Regions from separate parts of the Mus musculus genome. Here region 2 is linked to region 1. Evidence: chromatin contacts called from public HiChIP or PLAC-seq data. All regions are on one chromosome and are shown on one strand. Each heading gives the region's core, a stretch centred on a gene start, on an enhancer-like site or on the middle of the called end of the contact. The rest is flanking DNA. Distances are from core to core; before and after follow the strand shown.

Region 1 (2,938 bases), core at 158-2,657:
TAGCAAACCTGGAGTTCTTACTTTTGATTATAGCTAGCAGTGATCAAAAGGCTCGTCTGCTCTCATGGGCAGCAAAGGCAAGATAACTTTGGTAGCTAGAACCTTCCCAGCCCCAATTAAGCTTGTATAATATTTGAACAAAGTCACTGGAGTGAGCTAGCGGGATGCCAGCCTTTTCCAAGAAGGATGAACCCTCTTGCCCCTTCAGAAAATGAAGGCTTAGCATCTTGGTAAGCTTCTCTATTTACTTCGGCACCTACAGCCAACATCAATCAATGTGTTTATTCATTCCATCAGTTCTGCTCCTCTAGGGAACCCTGACTAATGCAGCTGCCATCTTAACTGGTGGCAGCAAATGACCCATGATACTCTCCCTCAGGCTTACTACTCTACCGTTTCTCTAAATTCCTAGGTCAGAAAACATGTTATAAAGACCAAACTCCTAGGAAATTTGAGACATAATGGAAAAAAATCTCTGGGCATCTTAGCTTCCCTTTTATTTCCCCATGCTGACAGACTCTTGGTTTCTTTCTTTTCCTGATGATCTTTCAGGAATGGGGTCACTTTTTTTTTAAAGGAAAAAAAAAAAGTTGTCCAGAAAATGCTATACTCTGCAGTACACATGACCCTGACAATATTTCACTCCCCTGAATTACTTCTTTCTCATGACTCGGTCTCTCTTTGAAGGTTCTCTCTTCCTCTGTGGTTCTTATGTATCACTGATGCTATAGCTATAAAGCAAGGACTAAGGTAGGCGTAGGCACTCTCCAGCTTTTCAGTCAACAGATACCCAGTAAAGTTCTGAGACCTCAGCACACAATCTATAGGAATCTACGGTGGAACAGATAGCTAAGAGGGGACCAGGAAGCCGTGGAAAGACTGGGGCTTCAAATCGGATCAAGTCTGAGCAACGAAAATGCAGTCGATTATAATCTAATCCACAGCCCTTGCCTCATAATTTGATGAGTCTGAAGTATTTAGCGCTTTCACTGGGGAGCAACCACTGTACATTGTGTCTGGACTAGGACAGCAGCTCTTTCCCCAGAGAAAGGGTGCCTGAGCTCTTGGGAGGACTAACGTGGAGCAAGGAACTTCTTTGTAACAACTGATCTAAAGGGACGTGGTCCAATCCCAGACCTCACTGCGCGAGCCAAGGCCTAAGAACATCCGCTTTCTTCAGCCCACCCCTAGGTTGCATCCTCTGGGAGCCAGGAAGTGGGGGCTGAGGAGAAAGGGAAAAGTATGGGAAAGAAAGGGGGCGGAGCCGCCTCTGCCACACCCATTAGCCACGTCCTGTGGCCACTAGAGTCAGTAGTGCTGTGCGCAGGCGCAGACCTGGCCTCCGCCTCCCTTTCCCCGCCCCCTAACATCCTCCCCTCCTCCCCGCCGCTCCTCCCCTCTCTCGACTAGTGTGTTTGGCGTTACCAGGGAGTCTGGAGAGGCCCGCGAGTGCAGTTTGTTGCCAGGGTAACCCGAGCGGCAAAAGGCAACCGAGGTGGCAGCTGCAGGGCAGCGATGGGGACCAACCCGGTGCACGGCCTGCCCTTTCTCCCGGGCTCGTCCTTTACAGACTCCACGGTGAGGGCCAGCCCGAAGGGTTCTCCACTTGGCTCGCCTCTGCGCTCCTTCATTCCGCAGGCTCCGTCGTCCTCGCGCATCCCAGCCTCTGCCGATTTTGCTTGGCCTCTTGGTAGTCCACTCACCCTCCTGGGTCCTCACCGTGGCCCTGTTCTTTCTTTACTGCCCCATCTACCTGCCTTCTGGCCCGATTACCCCAGGCTGTCTCCAGGCCTCTCCCCAGCTGCACTGTAACCCTACTCAGCGCCTTCATCCTCTCCTACCGTCTCTCCACAGCAGCCTCATTCTGGATTTGTCTCACCGCTTCTGAATCCTCAGGGTCACTGCCCTTCAACCCCTTTCCTCTATGTGTATGCATCTTTTCCACGTACTCCTTTCCTGACGGGTCCCCACCCCAGTCTCTGGCCTTTTGAGTTAAGGGTCACTTTTCTCTCCAGCTACAGCCTTCCCTAGAATTGAATCCCCCACCTCCCGCCGCCCCCACATGCTGGTTTTCTTGTAGTTTTTCTCTGTAAAGCATTCTTCCTCCTCTCCTTGTATTTCTTCCGTCTCAACCATAGGAATGAACCACTTAATGTTTCTCTTTCTGTAGCCCGTGTGTGTGTACTTACACACATGATTCATTTTCAGACTGTGTGTGTGTGTGGGGGGGGAGGTTGTTGTTTTATCTTGTCTGCAGCCTAGGCTGGCCTTGAACCTGAGAACCACCTGCCTCGGCCTGCAGACTGCTTGGATTAAAGACATGCCAACACACAGGGCTCCCGTTCAGATTGCATTTTACTCCTTTGCCCCAACTGTTTATAGTCATCATCTAGATGAAATTAAATATTAAATTAAATAAAGTCCAGGGTGGCGATGCACATTCGTAATCTCAGCTTTCAGGAAGCTGAGGCATACGGGTGGCCAATTTGAGTCTAGCCTGGGCTACATAGCTAGTCACTGTCTCCAAACGACAGCAGATCCAAACCAGACAGAACAGGAGCTTCGTGAAAAGGAAGTGGCTCAGAGGATAAAGCACTTGCTGCTCTCATAAGAGGAGTGGAGTTCAGATCCTTAATACCCAAGCAAGACGCTTAGCTAGACTGACCCTTACCTGATGCAGCCTACCCATGCCAACTTTGGTCTTTCATATGTATTTCCACATACATGCAAACAGGCATGTGCATATACACTCATATCCCCCCACACACACATGCTCAGAACAAACCACCCCAACAACAACAAACACGTCCTATCATATCAAAGCCAAGTGATAACAGTAATTTGGGTTCTTAGTTTCCTCCTAACATAGGTTAACTGTTTGTTCATTTCTTTCGACACCAGGTCTCAAGCAGTCCCAGTTGACTTCACACACTATATA
Region 2 (2,938 bases), core at 185-2,684, 310 kb after region 1:
AAGATGCAGGAAACAAAAAATTAGGTGCTATTTCATTGAAAGTTACCTAGTAATTTGTTTCTAAATTTTCAGCCATCTGATTAAATATTTTGTTTTGAATGTATCTAACCATAGATTTTACGACTTATTCTCCTTTCTCTTTGTTTCGTCCAATAGATGGGAGTCTGATGTTCCAGCAAGTGCCCATGGTAGAGATCGACGGGATGAAACTGGTGCAGACCAAAGCCATTCTCAACTACATTGCCTCCAAATACAACCTCTATGGGAAGGACATGAAGGAGAGAGCCATGTATGGTAGACTTTCTCTGGAAAAGATTTTTTCCTTTCTTGAGTGAACAGAACTATAGCAAGGGATTCATGAACACAGTGGGGTTGTGTGCTTGGATATACATACACTGACATCAGTTAGGGGAATGCCATGGAGATGGAGGAAGAATATAAGGGGTTAAAGATGTATCGTTGTAGAATAGGAGATATTGGAATCCTGTTTCCATAAAATTTGTTTAATCTTTAGAAGCAATATTCTAGTCAATATAACTTTGGACAAAGGCCAAGTCTTTAACTAACAATAAAGAGAGGTATCCAAAGAGCTGACCTTCTAGTTCTGGCCATTATAAGACATATAACAGTAACCATGACCCTCGGTTACCATCTAAATCTACATATAGTCAGCCTGCTTGTAAGTCATAGAGTCTGGTGCAGAGACACAAGGGTTGCATGGTACACGGTGCTTTTCATGGGAACTGAATGAGGGTTTTTTGAAGCTGCCAAGACTAATCATCAGATCTCCTCTCTCTATGCTACATCCACTCCATTCAAACAGAAGACTTCTGTGGAACTGTGGATTATTTCTCAAAAGTTAAACATCAAGCCACCAATAACCTAGCAGTTCCTTTACTAGACACATACGTAAGAGACATGGAAATATATGCTCAGGAATAATTGCACAGGAATGTGCAAAGATGTGCCAGTTATAGTGTTAAAAAAAGTGAGCCAAGTGTTCACCAAAGCCTGAATGCAAAGAAGAACATTGCTTGCTAGACATTCAAGTCATTCAAAGTGGAATGCCACTGGATGTGATGGCATTTGCCTTTAATCCCTGAGCTCAGTGACAAAGGCAGGCAAACTGCTGAGAGTTTAAGGCCAATCTGTAAACTCAGCCAGAGCTACATAGAGAAACTCTGTATACATTTTGAAAAGTCCAAAAGGATTGCTAATCTGCAAGTAAAAATCAAATTACTACTACTGACTCCAAAGCCCCATCAGAGGTAAACAACTTTACCACCGCCGTTTGAGTCTTTTAAGTATGAAACCCCAGGTAAGGGAGCTTTGGCCGAATGTTTGTCTGTCTTTCAGCATTGACATGTACACAGAAGGAGTGGCGGATCTGGAGATAATGATTCTCTATTACCCCCACATGCCCCCTGAGGAGAAAGAGGCAAGCCTTGCCAAGATCAAGGAACAAACCAGGAACCGTTACTTCCCTGCCTTTGAAAAGGTGAGTGGAAGCTGACAGAACTTCCGTGCATTCAGAAGGTCTAAAAGTCCTCAAGGGCACTGGGCGTGGTGGTGCACGCCTTTAGTCCCAGCACTTGGGAGGCAGAGGCAGGTGGATTTCTGAGTTCGAGGCCAGCCTGGTCTACAGAGTGAGTTCCAGGACAGCCGAGGGCTACACAGAGAAACCCTGTCTCGAAAAACAAAAACAAAACAAAACGAAAGTCCTCAGGGGACATGTGGCCAACTAAAGTTGCTATAAGAGAAATGCGGAGCCTGTTAAAACATGTTATGAAGCATAACATCAGGACCCTGCAGATTGGTGCCTGTCTGGACTGGCTCCTTGGTTCATGGATGCTTGCCTTCTTTCTGTGTCTTCAATTGCAGGTGGTGTATGGGAGGTCTCTGGAATCCCCCTTGTAGGGAGCGGGGATGCCATTCATGAGCACTTAGCCCACAGTTAATCTATTCCCTTCTCAAGGGTCCTACTTACTAGCAGCATCATGCTGTGGGCTGGGGTTCTCTGCATCTTGATTTTGGGCAGGGCAGACACAGATCCTCAGTCACAACAGAGGAAGAATATGTTCTTGGGTTGTTAGTCTTTGCTTCCAGAACGGGCTTCATTATTGTAAATTCAGCACCTAAACGTTGGAGGTGTTGTGTAAACGTGGAGTGTGAAGACCCATTGGGATAGTTATAGCAGAGAGTAACAGTTCATTTTTTTCAAAAATTTTTGTTGTGCTGTGACCCACCCTAGAGTTTTTCTGAAAGATTTCACAGTCACAATTAGAACTTGGGGTATGTGAACCTCCAAGCCACACTAGGGGCTGCTCTTGATTAAACAGAATACTGCCATCTTTTGACTCGAGAGCATCACAATGAAAGCAATACCAGAAAATATTCTGCCCCTGATATACGGAGGTTTGAAACAGGTGGGCCATCAGAAGAATATTGTTCTGTTTCGGGATAGATTTGAAGTATCTACACAATACTGACAAGAGGCATGGGAGGGAAGAGGCAGGGCAGAGATGTGAAGGAAAAAATTGCCAGAATTAACAACATGGCTCTCAAGTTTTTAAAAAGAAAGTTATACAAAATAAAAGAATAAGTTCTGCCTTTACACATGTATATGTGTTTGTTGTATATATACATCTTCTTGAGAAGTCCATTTACAAATGAAGAGGCCATGTTTCAGAATTGAACTACGAAAGGTCAAACTGAACATAAGAAATAATTGTAAGCACGTGACGGTGGCAGGAGCCTTGCACATAAAGGAAGAACAACAGAGTTCATCTACCTTTCCTTTGCTGCACACGGTCGGTGCTTTCCCCTTACGTCTTCAGGAGTTCAATAATGATGGATATTTTAGCAAGTAGCACAGTTCAATCCCCCCCCCTTTCTTTGATTAAACACTTCCTTTGTATTAGGTTATTCCTTCATTAAT

What was found. HiChIP or PLAC-seq counts read pairs in DNA pulled down with a chosen protein or histone mark.
Region 2: an H3K27ac HiChIP or PLAC-seq map of embryonic stem cells shows a contact between it and region 1, with 10 read pairs. The contact joins the enhancer-like site here to the promoter of Efhc1 in region 1. A contact is called at or near these places in 17 of 39 promoter capture datasets (the 3T3-L1 cell line, 3T3-L1-derived adipocytes, the C10 cell line and 11 more), 1 of 15 datasets of contacts at CTCF or cohesin (large pre-B cells), 26 of 484 Hi-C or Micro-C datasets (B cells, the C2C12 cell line, CD4 T cells and 16 more) and 8 of 115 datasets of contacts at active chromatin or transcription factors (astrocytes, embryonic stem cells and extraembryonic endoderm stem cells).

What each region holds. Positions count from the first base shown.
Region 1 is chr1:20,950,219-20,953,156 of GRCm38.p6, forward strand. It overlaps Efhc1 (EF-hand domain (C-terminal) containing 1), which reads left to right and starts at 1,408. Exons shown (of 11, transcript NM_027974.1): 1 at 1,408-1,578. The coding sequence starts at 1,516. The region is part of intron 1 of Gm51618 (a long non-coding RNA gene); the gene reads right to left.
Region 2 is chr1:21,258,692-21,261,629 of GRCm38.p6, forward strand. Gsta3 (glutathione S-transferase, alpha 3) reads left to right here. Exons shown (of 7, transcript NM_010356.4): 4 at 157-289; 5 at 1,357-1,498. The region is part of intron 1 of Gm28836 (a long non-coding RNA gene); the gene reads right to left. Among named protein-coding and RNA genes, the nearest start is that of Gm28836, 12 kb to the right of the region's middle. Within about 2 kb of position 1,435, at least 5 of the 459 cell types and tissues checked have an H3K27ac peak or open chromatin away from gene starts, as enhancers often do. A contact at or near this core is called in embryonic stem cells, where this site is marked.